Regions from separate parts of the Anas platyrhynchos genome. Here region 1 is linked to region 2. The links are chromatin contacts, called in public Hi-C maps. All regions are on one chromosome and are shown on one strand. Each heading gives the region's core, a stretch centred on a gene start, on an enhancer-like site or on the middle of the called end of the contact. The rest is flanking DNA. Distances are from core to core; before and after follow the strand shown.

Region 1 (7,045 bases), core at 3,605-6,104, 79 kb before region 2:
TTTTCACAGTTTCAAAAATTCTAGTTTACAAATAATATTTATGTTTGTAACCAAAGTAAAGATAATCTGGAGCAGGACTGGATTACTGCAATAGCGGTACTTGTCTCTTGCCTTCAATCTTCCCACTCCTCTTGCTTTCTTTCTGCTTTCTCTGAGGCTCATCGAGCCCCTCTGTGGGCCAGTGCTTCTTTCTAAAGGTAACGGTAAAGTATTGAGTGGCTTTTTGCTGACAGTGAATTGACCCACCAGAGGATGGGCCAGTTACTAGTGTCAATGCAAGGAAAGCAGAGTCAGCGGATCTAGTGGAAGAACCAGAGGACATCAGTGTGATTGAGCCAGCTGGGGAAATCTCACCCTGAGCTTTGTCTCCTATTTCAGCAGTGGTTTTGTCAAATTTGGTGACAGAGCTGGGAAAGTCCAGGAACAGGAGGTATCTAATGCAGTCCAAATTATTTTTGATGATGTTTCTTTCTTTCATAGTCTACAGCCTGTGACATTTCAAAGGATGATGGAGGTTTCTGTTGTAACCTGTGCCATGTTCTAGCATGAAGAATAACAGGTTAACAATCAAAAGACTGTATTATTTCATGCAAGAAAAACAAGATAGTTGAATACAGAGTTGAATTTTTCCTCACTTTTTGCATTCCAACATTGTTCCTTCTCAAGCGGAGGTGACAGAAAACAGTGTATAGCTTGATTTCCTCTGAACAAAATGAAACCAAACCTGTCACAGAAGAATAACTCAGTGCAAAACTGATAATAATGAGGATGCTCTGATGAGCAGAAGTCTCTCAATCACAACATGGTCCCAACAGAACAGCATTTTAACAGATACTGCATGGTGAATTGTCTTGAGAAAAGCCTTCTGGCCAAAACATTGACGTTCAGAAGCAGCTGCTGTACTCAGAGAATGTGGGTTTTAATTATCTTGGGTAAAACAATCAGTTTGGAGTGCAAGGTAAGTTAGACTCCTGAATATTACTGATCACCTGGAAAATCACAATGAATGTATGCTTTTCTTCTCAATCTACCTTTCAACCTACAGCTCATTCCCTAGGCTGTAACAAATGCATTATGTTTTGCTTAGCAAAGCAGCACTGCTAAAGAAAATCCATGAAATGTAACTTGAAAGAAAGTGGATTACCTAAATGAAAAAAGAAAAGAAAAAAAAAAAGTGTTCTATTGTTACTAACTTTCTCTGCATTCATTTCCTATGGATTTAATATACTTGTGTGTGATTTCCAATTAAATAAAATAGTCCATCTACAGATCTCTTCTCGTCAACAACTGAACATCCACAGTTGCTTCTTGTAATTTACTGTGATTTTTTTAGACCATCACAACACCATGCCTCAGATAGCCCGAATCATACACACTAACACTAAGCCTGTACATACATTCCCTGTACCTTTATTCTCTCCTGCTAGACCCTGTAAGCACCTTTCCCAAAGCTGGTAGTATTGCATGCAAAGTCCAGAGCTGCTTCTCGATAAATCCAGGTCAATGCTGGTATAGTAACACCGGGTGGCAGCAGTGGGTTTTCAGCCAGCAAGTTGAGCTGTAGTGATCCTGTTGTCTGAAGTAATGAAGACATAGAAATTAATTTTGTTTTGATTTCCAAGTAGAGTGCTTGACATGTTATCCAAACCCAAATTTCTTCAGTTTGTCATCTGTTCATGCCTCACAGTCCTGGATTCCTTCTTTTAACTTGACCTAATATTGTAATTGCTGTAAGAATGACAGACTCATCAGGGTTTAGGATACGGAAGGATGCATGGCCTATGTATCATCTGCTGAGAATTTGGGATTGTTGCCAATGCTTTGTAGCTGGAGGAGAATTGGACAGTGATTTGTCTTTAGGGCACATGTCATGTTTGTCCTGATCTTTGCCCCTACTTAACATGTCAGAGTTGTGACAAGCATAACAGAAGAAACCCTCTCAGAAATATATTTTGCAATTACTGCAAACTTTGCTGGGCAGATGACAGACCTGGGGAACAAGCTGCCTACTAATGTTTTCTTCTGGCAGGAGGTTTTCTTCTCTTGACAGGTCCCATCTGAGTGGGCATCACCTGGTTCTTGGGAGCAGAGCCCAGGGCAAAGACAATTTGTTGAGCTGTTTTCTTCCTTCTGGGGGAGATTAGGGTGAGGTCAAGCTCCAAAACCAACATCTTCTTACTTTATCTGACATATGTGTTGCCTGTTGCTCTGGTTATTCCCAGATGCAGTTGTTTTTTTAACATTGTAGAGACTGAACTATACTTTTTTGCAGGAAGACAAGTGAGTGATGTAGAGTTCTGAGAATGACCATCATTGGTCTTAGCTGTCAGAGTTAGTGAGATGCCCTCACAAAGAAAGACTAACTGTGCTTCCTATAATTAGCAGTGCAGCAGCATGATTTCATATACTATTTTCATTTTTCTTCTTCGTGGGAATACACAATGGTTTTCCAAATGTCTTACGCTTCTTTAGTCATTCATACTTCCATCTTTCAATGACTTAAATAAGCTGGCTCAGTGGAGTACCATGTAACCTTTCACTTGCTTTCATTGCTGATTAAAACCTAAACCCACCAGCACCAGATGAAATCACTTATGACTAGGACCTCTGAAAAAGAATATAAATAGTTTTCATTGTAGCAGACTCCTGTTCATGCTGCAAACTCCTCTTTCAAATTCAGGGTTTTTCATGTAGCCAAACTATAACTCAAAACCCAATTAAGACTTGTTTACAAAGGCTGGTAATATGTCCATTTGCAGTGGAAACCTGTTTGTTAAACAGTTGACGTCCTGAAAATCTTCCATTGCCTTCCAAAAATTCTTCCAATCTTTCACTGTTTCCACAAAAGTCATTGGAGCAGAATCAATGTGGTTCAGCTCATGGCAGTGCCAGTAATCCTAAATCCTAAATGCCTTGAAATTACACATTTACACAATTAGGTGCAATATGCATAAGGATACCACTGGTAAGCATTGTGATTTGGCTACTTATACTAGATCAGAGCTCAGAAGTGCAACCACCTAATTTCCTCCAGCAGCTGTTGGGTCATAATGAATAAAAATGGAGATGAAGTCAGTTTATTTTGTCAAGTATTGAGGCATAAGTAAGATTAGAAGATGAAACTGGAAATGAATAAATCAAATTTATTTGTGTTTTACCATTTACCACAAGTATCATGAGAATTGGAGGCAGCCCCACATAGGGAAACCACTCCTGCATATCAGGCCAAAACAAGGCCTGAAGATGGGTTTTCATTCCTAAAAGAATATGTATATATTATACAGTACAAATATATATGTAATATATAACATGTATATAATATATATGTAGTCAGCTATATAGCTGAGAAAATGGAAGACAATGCTTCTCCCTAGAAGCAACTGCAAACCTTAAAGAATATGTTGGACTATGGGGCAGAAAGGGCTCAAAAGTGTGCTGTCTTTTCCATGGTGCTTTCTGATCACTGTTTTCCACCCTTTGTAGCATGTGCACTCTGCTCCTCTATGCTGCCTCCATCCCACCACCATGCCACCTACTTCAGCTCAAGCCCTCCCATTCCATTCCCCAGGAGGTATCCAGAAGCATCTTCCCATGCTTCAGCCCAGTAACTAACCCATTTTGCTGGAGGTACCATCAGCCCCAGCCATCTCTCCCACAATCCTCTTTCTTCTTAATATTTCTCTGGGTTTGCCTATTTGGGTTTTGCCCTACTCTGACTTGCCCCTACCATGCTTCTCCACTGTCCGTAGAGATGGTGCTGTCATTTCTGTGGTGCAAGTTATTCTGTGGTTCATGCAGCACTGGCACTGGGGTCAGCACTGCCTTGTGAGGTAGGAGATGGGGCAGAGCCTCACTGGCAGTGGAAGGGGAAGGATAGCCGGAGGGAGGGGGAGAGTTGGGTCTTTTGCAGGCTGGGATTAGATCAGAATAAACTGCTGCAGAATCAGCTCTAAATCTCTTCTCACTACACCCTCAAGTAGCTCAGACAGTCAAAACTGCTGACTGTTTTTAGCACTGAGGAAGCCACATTGATCATCTGTAATGCACGTTTACATGAAAGATATTTACACAGATGCAAAATGCAGTAGCTCATTAAATAATTTTTCATCACATGTCACTTATGGAGCAGAAGAAAATTTGGCTGCTGCACAGCAGTTTCTACTGAAGTGGCTAGGACATAATACATTGACATTCAGCTGAAGCAATCAGCTTGAGAAATTTTGTATTGAATGTATTCTGAAGAGTAATTAAGCTTCCTACAGTAAGCAATGCTTGTTAAATTGGGTGTTACTACTTGTTACTTAAAGCAGATAAGGCTACATTGTTTTAAACAGCCTGTCTTATCTTCCCTAAAGAATGAGATTATCTTCTCCGTCTTGTTCTTCCCAGTCTCTCATGAAATACACTTGAGTGCCTGTCCTTCAATCTGTTTTTCATGTGGCCTTCCATAGTAATGCTCAGTAGTCTGTAGCTGTCAGAGTAGCAGTGAGCCCATAAGCAGTGATGATATTTTTCCATTATTCAGGGCCCATTCTGCCACTCTTGCTCACACAGTGTAGTATCTCTTGTTACTGGAAATTATGGGACTGCCTATTTGCCAGGCACTATACAGAGGAGTAAGAGCAGCAGAGGCACTGAGACAGGGGTAAGATATAGGCACTGTTATAAAAGCAAGAGGACACGGTTCTGCATTATTTATGTCTCATTTGGTTATTCAGTGCAAGGAGAATAAAAACTTGATGAAAAAGGGTTTGCTGTAACCTCCAAATATCATTTTGTTTGTATAACTGCAATGCCCAGGACTCACTGTTATGGTCCAGGCCCAGAGTGTGTATAAATACCAAACAAGATTAAGTTCACTGCTTCTCCTGTAAAACAGTTGCTGCTTTCGTATAATGCTACGTTAATGTGACTAGAATTTTCTCCATAATTTGAGTTTACATTATGAAACACCTCAAAGCATAAATGACACTGTTCTTGATACCATGCAAATACGTATCACTTTAATGTGCATTATTTGCAAGTCCCAAAGGAGCAATTGAGTCAAATAAACTAATTCTTCTGAGCGGGATTAGTGTATCCCATGAGAAGCCATGTCGCATTACAACTGATCTCCTCTGTTTTTTTGTTTTTTTTTTTTTTTTCCTAAAAAATCAGTCACTGTGGTTTCTAGGTACTGTGTGCAATCCATTTTCTTACATTTCAGCACTGGGATGACAGTCACTAGGGAGGGTTTTTAATCCCATGACTTTTATTAAAACACAAGAGAAGAAGCATAAACCGCATTATTGCTGAAGGAAGTTGGTCTGCGAAGCTGAATTCCCACATGCACGAATAAGTGAATTACAAGTTAATCTATGTGCAAAAGAGTTTTAGTGATCTCTGTCTGCCTTCTGTGATTTCAGGTCTCCCTGGAAAAATGAACCAAACAACCCTACAAACACATATTTTTCCACTGTCAAATATTTCTCATTTCTAGACAGAGTCCCTTGGCACATCAGTAACTTCTTTTTCATTCTTCAAGTGGATTACCGGTCACTTAGGCAACAGGCAAAATTTCCGATGAGTGAGCAGACTTGCCATGAAAACCCGCCAGCTAGTCAGTGAACAAGTGACATCTCCATGACTAGTAGAAGAAATCTCCATATGATCTCCTTTACACACAGCTTGACAGAAGCTGCTAAACCAGGGAAGATCTGAAAAGTAATCCAAGATAATCAGCAGATTAAGACAGACACTCTGTGCAGCAATTCTCAGTTTGAGTGTTTGTCATCATGCTAAGCTTTTCCAAAGTGTAAAAGTGACTGGAGGTCAAACTGACATCCTCTTTTGGAAGTTTGCATGCTTGCCCCACAAATTATGCATAATGCCTGGCTGTTCTAGAAATTTCTTGAACAAATAATGCAAGCAAATTTCATCCTTCTGTACTCTTATGCAATCTCTGATGTGGTCACAACAACACATTTGCATATGACATAGGTTTTCTCTCCTTTTATTGTAAACAAAAGCTAAATTATTCAATATGCTGTGAGTGCAAGCTCCTTGAGGGAGAAAGATGCTTAATTTTTTTTCTATTTTGAATTTTCAGTAGGATTTCCTATTTTGGTGGTATAACCTGTCCCCTATTTTTTTCCCCAATAGGCTGAAAATTTAGATACTAAAGTCATGGATATCACAGAAGAAGATGAAAAAGTGCTGTAGTGAGCCCTGTCAAATACTGACCTATATGGCATGTTTTGGACAATGTCACCTTGTTGCTCTGTTTCCTCCCTGTCAGTTGAGCACTGGAAGAGAAATATTCCTGTTTTGTCCTTGTTATTGCTCCAGTCAGAAATATTTTGCAGGACAAATTAATGCTCACTAAATTAATACTGATAATGGCTGGAAGCTGGACTCTCTGTTCTGGACTCTCTTGAAACAATGTTAGTGAACCTGTTGGATGTGCTGCTTCAGTGCACTCTTACATCTCCAATGTGCTTACTTGCAAATATTATTTTAACAAAATTTAAATTATAACTCTAACAGTCATGGCCAAAATGATTCAGTAAAATGTATGTTTCCAGAAGTCTAAAATTCAGCTGTGGCTTATGCAAAACTCAGTTTTGTAAACTTTTGTACAGTTGCTTTCTCCACCTGTTGCTGCTGCTTTTAGGAGAAAACATTTGATATCAAGGTGGAACTGGGTTAGTAAGGATCACAATACTGCTTGCATTTGTCTTTCTTTCTGTCAACAAATAAGGTTAATATTATGAATGACTATTCAGGATTATCTATGTCCTTTTTCTATTACCTTCAGAGGTTCTTTGAACAGGGTGTCATCACTGACTGCAAATGTCCCCAACCTGAAAACTTAGAAGTGTTCACAAACAATGTATAACCATTGTGTAAATTTGGTCAAATATTTACATGGATTTTTCGTTTGTTTGTTTTTCTTCCTGTCCTTTACTGTTAAGGCAATGAAGGAGATTTTCATTTCCTTTTAGAGGCAGCATGATTTGCAGACTTTCTTTCTTTTTTTTTTTTTTCCTAGCCCTTGTAAGGCTCA
Region 2 (7,196 bases), core at 1,981-4,480:
AGACGGGTGTGCTAATAACCCAGGCTGTGAGGAAGGATGAATTAAGGTTTGTAGTTTGATAACTGGAAATAATAGAAGCCTGTGTTCTAGTAGTTTGCGTGGCACAGAAGCTAAATCATCTAAGCTATTTGTAAGCGCGAAGGCTAAAAGATTTATTGGGCAGACTATGCAGAAGGTGATGGGAAGGACAAAAGAGGCTGTAATGTCTTTCAGAGAACCAGCATAGCCCTAAGGTGTGGAAAGAAATCCTGAATAAATGGCTTGACAGGCTTGGAAGTTTAACACACACACCCTTTTCCTCTAAGCAGCAGAACTTAGTGTGGATTCCTCAACACAACCTGAATTGCTACTATTGCTACTATTGCTATCCAATGCGCAGTTGAAGCTGTCCAATACCAAACTAGCAACTGTTTATTCACTTACTTAGATTAGGTACTACATGAATTACACATTTGGGGCATGTTTCACTGCTGAAGAATTAATGAAAAATTTTCGATGAATAATTATTATTAAGAAATTTTATTAAAAGAGCAATGTAATGTATCCATTTCATGAATAATGTTAAAATATAACAACATAATGTTTAATTGTTTCATAATTTTTCTTATTAAACTTCTGAGTAAGTAGATGAAGTTTATATGCAATATAAACTTTATGCAATGTGCATCACTGGTGAATCAGCACTTCAGTTGAGACTTAAAATATTGAAATATTTAGGACAAAAATAACTACATGCCTACTGTAGTTAATATAAGTACAATGCTGACAGTATTCTTCTGATTTTGTCACTACTGAAAGGACATCTGAAAGTTGTTGAAACAAATTTAAGGCAATGTGGGGAGGTGGGATTGTGAAAGATATTCGTACTTTGAAAGTTCCTTGCCATTGGGGTTTCAATGGAAATTTTCTCTCCACCAATTTAAGCTAATATCTCTTTCTTGTGTAAGACAGAAGGACATCAGTGTTGCTGAGTGTGTGTGGCACAGTGCCGTGAGGACCAGATAAGCTCTTCAAGACAAGTAAACAAATGATTTTCTGAAGTATGCACACATGAGCATTATCATCCTTAAAAGCTGCATTAGATTTTCAAATGTATCATTTTGCTTGCTGTATCAGTGCTTGGCAGTCTGAAAAAGTCGTTAGAGAAAATCTCTACATTAGGAAGGGAGAACAAAGAGATTGGCAAAATTTTGAATATCAGTGTACTTCCTTTGATTAAAAAGCTGGGCTAATTCTGGGAGAAAAACAAAGCTTAGTTTGCCTTCTAAATGGAACACATTTGAATGTACAAAATTGATAGAATTTTTTAAAAAATATAATTGTATACAATAATCCTTTATATAAATTTATAATATATTTTAACAATTTTACTTGTTTGATTTCTTTGTAAATGAACTCCAAATTTGATATGGTAACTTTATTCACAATGAAAACATAAAGAAAGTGAAGAATTCAGAAATACAGGACTTATTACAGATTTCATCCTTGGATAGTTTTATCTCAAACAGCATCATTTGTTTTCTACTCATTTTCATTTCATGCCTAGCCAGAATGAGACAGATTGGTCTCTGCCTTTATGTTTTTACTGACAGCCCCAAGCCTGCAGCACAGATAGACTGCTGGTCCCTGGGTAACAAGCTTTTAGATTGGGGCCAGAGGTGCTGGGTCTTTAGAGCACAAAATGAAACACAGTTCCTTAGTCAGCATTTTGAAGCATGGAGAGGGAGGTGGGGATGGAGGGAAAATTGGACTTGGGTGTATCTTTATTTTTGGAAGGAAGCAATTTTTGAGGTTTTTAATCATTGTCATTTGGCTTAACGTGGCTGATTCTTCATAAGGTTCTTTATGTGTTCCTTAAGGCACAGGAGTGGATGATGCTTTAAAAGATGAAGTGAAAATTATGTATGTCCTGCATGCCCAAAATTGTTTGGAATGAGCAGGAAACCTCCATTGGATGTCTTGTGTGAGGATGGAGATGAGCCACTGGGCTTCCTGCCTAGGCAGACATAACTTGTGAAGATGGACACTGGATGTGTCTGGAGTAGAAGCTGGACGTGATTAGCCCTGTGTAGGCATAAATAGCACCTTAGTGCTAACCTTAGCATTTCTAATTGCTCTTCAGACTTTCTGAAGCCATTAAATGAGACTATCCTTAGCACAGTATATGATACCCAGCACATATACTACAGGTCAGACTGCATCTTGGCCATTTGTGTGCCACTTTGAATGTTATTAAAAACTGAGGGCAAATCTCCAGCTACCTGGTCATTATCTCTCTCTCACACACACACCCCAAACCAAACAGCAACAACAACAACAACAACAAAACAGGTAGGGAAAGGTCTTGCCAGTTCTTAGACAGACAGGCCACTTCCATGTCAGGCCACTTCCAGTTCTCCTTGACTTTTGGGCTGAGGGACAGCTACTGTGCTGCCTGATGCCAGTCTGCATTTCACCCTGCACATTTTTCAGTATCTGGCAGTAGGTCCTGAGAAGAGGATGCCTTAATTCCTTCCAAAAGCTATCATCAAAACTGAAAGGTACTTTCTAGTGCACCATTGAGCATCTCTTGTGTTTCCCTTACTTGTGCCAGGACTCCTCGCTGCTCTTACCAGCCACAGACTTGCTGAAGAGAAGGGGAAAAGCCTGTGTAGAAGTTGAGGTTGTATAATGACACTGGAGCATGTTACATAAACCTCGGTACAAAGAACTTGTTAAAATGTACCCAAAGGGTAGAAAAATATTCCAGATCATTTATTCAGAGCTTGTTTCATGATCACGATCGTTTTTTTTTTTTTTTTATACCTCTGGCAATATTTGAATTTGATTATACTAGAGCTAAAATTTCACTCCCGTTTATGGCTCGTCCTTGTTTCACACACTGCAAAGCTCGTCTTTGTGTTTTCCATAGTACGCATAAGCAGGGATGACATGATCACTGTGCCGGACAGCTATTCTCCTTCAGAGAAGGAACAAGACCATGCACAGTAGCCTTTTGCCTAGTGGTGTGATAACAGGGGTGATTAATCCTTTCTCACTGGGTATGTAAGATTTTCTTTCTGTAGCCATGTGGCTGCCTGACAATGCACAAAAGCAGAGCAAGTTGCACTTGTGAACATACTTGCTCCTGCTATTTCCCATGCACATACATGTTTCAGGCACCCACCCTGTGTTGCGTGTGCTTTGCAGACACCTTCATCCCTGAGCTGAGCAGGATTTGCTGGGCTCCTGAAGGCACTGATAAGAGCCTGCTGCGTTTGGGCACTGGACCGAACAAGCGGAGGGGAGCGACTTTCAGCAGGCTGCGTTAGGAGGATGCTAGTGACACCTAGCGTTTAAAAATAAAACAAACACAAAAAGCACATGAAAATGCCAGCAAGCCCGGCGGGTTCCCTTGCAGAGCTGCGGGCGGCAGGTAGCGAGGTTGCTGCTGCGGGGTCATCTCCGGCCCTCGGGACATGGGGACAAGGAGCAGGGGACAGAGGGTCCGGACAGCATCCTTGCTCCCCTGGTCCACCCCAAAATGTATCCCACCCCATCTGCTCGAGCAGAGAAAGTGTTTGGGAATCAATCACCCCAGAGAGCGAACAAGCAGCTTTGAAGGGGTGCTTGCAAGGTGATGGCAGCCTTGTGTTCCTCTCTGTTTGCATCCTTCATTCTTGTCTGCACTTTGCTAGCTAATAAACTGGCAGAATATTTTGACTTTGTACTATTGTGCATACACCGAAATGCAATCTGGTAACTGATACCCTCTCCGTGTACAGGTATCTAAACTAATTGCAGGGGGAAGGATATAAGAGATGATGCACTGTAGCTTAATTTTAACAAGGAAGAAAAGACAGTCTCTGCAAACAGGATTACAATAAATTCTGAAATAAAATTCTAGCACATCAAGGAGCTCAAAGCTGGTGACACACTGCCCAGATTCAAGGGAAGGGGAAAGAATATTCCAAGGGCATTCGACATCACATAGCAACAACAGTTGTAAGTTGATGAATTCAATGTTCCTACAAGTAACCCTGGCAGTCAAGCAGCTCTTGCATTTTTTTTTTTTTTAATGTTTGATTTGTTAAAATTCTTTTTTCTAAAAATAAGGATAAAATGGGTTGTGAGATCATAAACTGTATAAAAACGGATGTATGCTTAATGTTGTGCAACAGTTAAAGAAGTTAGCATATGAATAACTAATCATCACTGCAAGTATCTCAAGACATGATTAATATAAAAATACTGTAATGTTGCTGGTAGAAATAGAATATCTACTTGAACTATATGCAGATGTTTGACATTTCTATCCCTTTAGATATTTACCAAATTCAAGAAAAAAAAAAAAAAAAAAAAAATATAGCAAAATTAGTAGCAAAATTAGGTTGAGTGAAAAAGTTACTGTAAAAGTAGCAAAATGGACAAGCTCACAGGCTGGTGCATTATGAAGGATTCAGAACAAAGTTTAAGGCTGTTGTGGCTCCTGCAGACTTGAACACATCCATATATGATTAGATTACTTCAAGGCTTCAGAGATGCAAAGCATTTCTGAATCAGAGGCAAGCTGTAGATCTGGTGTCTTACATTAACTAAGCCTAATATGTTTAGTGCTTTGAAAGTCATATAAAGTCACTAGAGACTTCTTGAATTACCTTTTGGAATAAATTAAGCATCTGTGTTGTTTGATAAAAGAGTGGCATAGATGTCTGGAGCTTCTGAAGGTGGGGATCATCGGTGGAGGTCATTTGAAGAACATCATGGGTCACAACATGAAATGACTACGATGATCCTAAAACATACACGGGGACCTGAGAAAAACCTTGTTTCAGGGAGATAGCATCTGTTCCTGAAGTAACACAGTGTTGCTGCGTCAGTGTAATATTTTGGTTTAGATTGCTGCTGGAAAACTGCTTATCATGAGTTAAGGCAAGTTTAATGGAAGTGTGTACTTGAAATTGAAAGGGCATAAGTAAAGTATATTCTGGAATATTACTCATTCACATGTGGAGGAAAACAAGCCAGTGCAGGAATTAATGTATAGTATGGATACATAAGTAAGCCAACATTGTTTGTGCTGAATGGGTGAGGGCACCTGACATGGCTATTATGGACGCTGAATTTCAGCAATACCATAAGCAAAACCAAAATGCATCCATAAATGTTGGTCATAAAATCAAGTGATATTTTAAAAAGTGTTACTTTTCAAATGACTGTATTTCCAGAGATATCTTCTTGATTATGTTAGGTACTTCCAGGTGAAAGAATTAGAATAGGTAGAAATTTTCACTAGTTCTGTTTTGTGCTTAATAGCCATCATGGATCCTTATTCAGTATGCTCTTCTTTGGGATCAACAGGAGCAGAAAGGAAAAAGATGCTGACAGGTCTATGGTCATTATATTTTTGTAGGGTTCCCTCGTTTTGATTACTGCTGTTACTCTGTTAATTTTCTGAATCTCTGAGTTTTCAGATATCTGAAACAAAACTGCAGTTCTCCACAGTTCAAGCCAGTCACAGTAAGGCACCACCAACTTGGCATCACTCTCAAAAGCTTTTGTTAAATTGATGATGACACCTATTGTGTTCTAACTAGCAATGCTTTTATGCTTGCTATAAATAATTACTTTCATTAGCTGTTTTCTTGACCATATATCATTGGAGAAAGATGCTGCACACTTCAGGTCTTCATGCATATTAACACTGATTTACTGTTTCACCTTCTTCACCTGAGGTAAGAATAGTACAGGAAGAGTTTACAGGATTTGATGTTTTTCTTATTTTTATTATTTTCTATGTAACTTTAGAGTCTGACTCCAGTGACTTTGGGGATGGCTTTTGCATTGTCTTTATGTGAACAACATTTTTGTACAGGTCTGTTGGCTAGATTCCCTTGTGCAACATAGCTTTTTGCACTGCTAAGGCAGCAACAAGAAGCTCTAATAGGACCACAAAGTGCTAGCAGACAATCCCCTAGGATAGGAAAGTGTGCACAGCTTGACTCCAGCACTGCACTTCTGAATGCTTCCATGTGGATAATGGAAAGAATATACTTCAATGCCAAGAGAGGACACACTGGAGATGTGGCAGGGAAGACTGCATCTCTTAAGGAACTACACTGAAGGTTATGGAACAGAACAATTTTCTGGTGAATGGGATAACACTTTTTTTTTTTTTTTTTTAAGAGTTAAACAGTTGAGAAAGATTAAACTGCACGAGACTTGATCTGGGAGTCCTTCTTGTCCTTGCTCTTATCTTGTGGAGCCACATCCTATGTTGAGGATGCTGTTCCAGGAAACCTATTCTTCTCATTTGTTATGTACTGGTGTTGGTACTCATCTGACCAGGTTCGCTTCTCGTGTTTCTCTTTCATGTCACTGGGAGATGAAATACATATCTATGTCAGTACAAGGAAGTGCACAGGGGTGCAGCTGGAAAAGGCATGTGAAGAGAGAGGAAGACATAGGACCTCAAAGCTGCTATGAAACCAAACCCATGGAGAAGCTGATGACAAGTCTCCTGACTATTTTGGGCAAATGGTAGGACTGGGATGGCATAATGCAGACACTACCATGCCTTTTTGTCATAAAAGAAAATAGCTAGCATCCAGCCCTAGGTATAATCTACTGCTCATATGTGAGGTCTGGGAAGCATTCAAAGCAAAGTAACACAAAGTAATTCTATTAAATGCACTTATAGTCACTCACAATCCATTATATACAGGTCGAATGCAGGCAACGGCTTCACAGTTTTTTCTTGGATTGTGTATTTATGACAGATCTTCTGTCTTTATTTTTCCAAAAAGATGATTACAAATAAGATTTTTATGAATTAAAAGTATTTGAGGGATTTTTTTTTTTTTTTTTTTTGGTGGGAACAGGTAAGAAATTCATTTCTAACATATGCTTATCTTGACAGCGTCACTTTAATTTGCACTTAATTGGCTGTCTGAAAGGCTGTTTCCATGACAGCACGGCAGATATACAGTAAGGGCACTTATAAACAGTGATAAATAACGGATCATTAGATTTCAGGGAGAATTCTTCAATAGACTGTTGCTGCTTTTTACATTTGTTGGGTGGAGACAACACATCCACTGCCATCCATGACACAAAGATAAAAGCTGCCCAACTTCCAAAGACCCCATATGCTAAAAGACATTTGCTACCTTTGAAAGTAGGTCAAATACTGCCTTTAAACCACATCATGTTACTTC

Evidence for each region. A called contact is a pair of places that touch in the nucleus more often than the background predicts.
Region 1: a Hi-C map of F1 follicle shows a contact between it and region 2, with 4 times the contacts expected there. The contact joins two enhancer-like sites. A contact is called at or near these places in 5 of 8 Hi-C or Micro-C datasets (F1 follicle, F5 follicle, liver and 2 more).

Annotation. Positions count from the first base shown.
Region 1 is chr2:42,821,195-42,828,239 of IASCAAS_PekinDuck_T2T, reverse strand. The region is part of intron 1 of LOC113842858 (a long non-coding RNA gene); the gene reads left to right. Among named protein-coding and RNA genes, the nearest start is that of CHST9, 120 kb to the right of the region's middle. Within about 2 kb of position 4,854, at least 1 of the 8 cell types and tissues checked has an H3K27ac peak or open chromatin away from gene starts, as enhancers often do. A contact at or near this core is called in F1 follicle, where this site is marked.
Region 2 is chr2:42,740,520-42,747,715 of IASCAAS_PekinDuck_T2T, reverse strand. All of the region lies in intron 2 of LOC113842858 (a long non-coding RNA gene), which reads left to right. Among named protein-coding and RNA genes, the nearest start is that of CHST9, 41 kb to the right of the region's middle. Within about 2 kb of position 3,230, at least 3 of the 8 cell types and tissues checked have an H3K27ac peak or open chromatin away from gene starts, as enhancers often do. A contact at or near this core is called in F1 follicle, where this site is marked.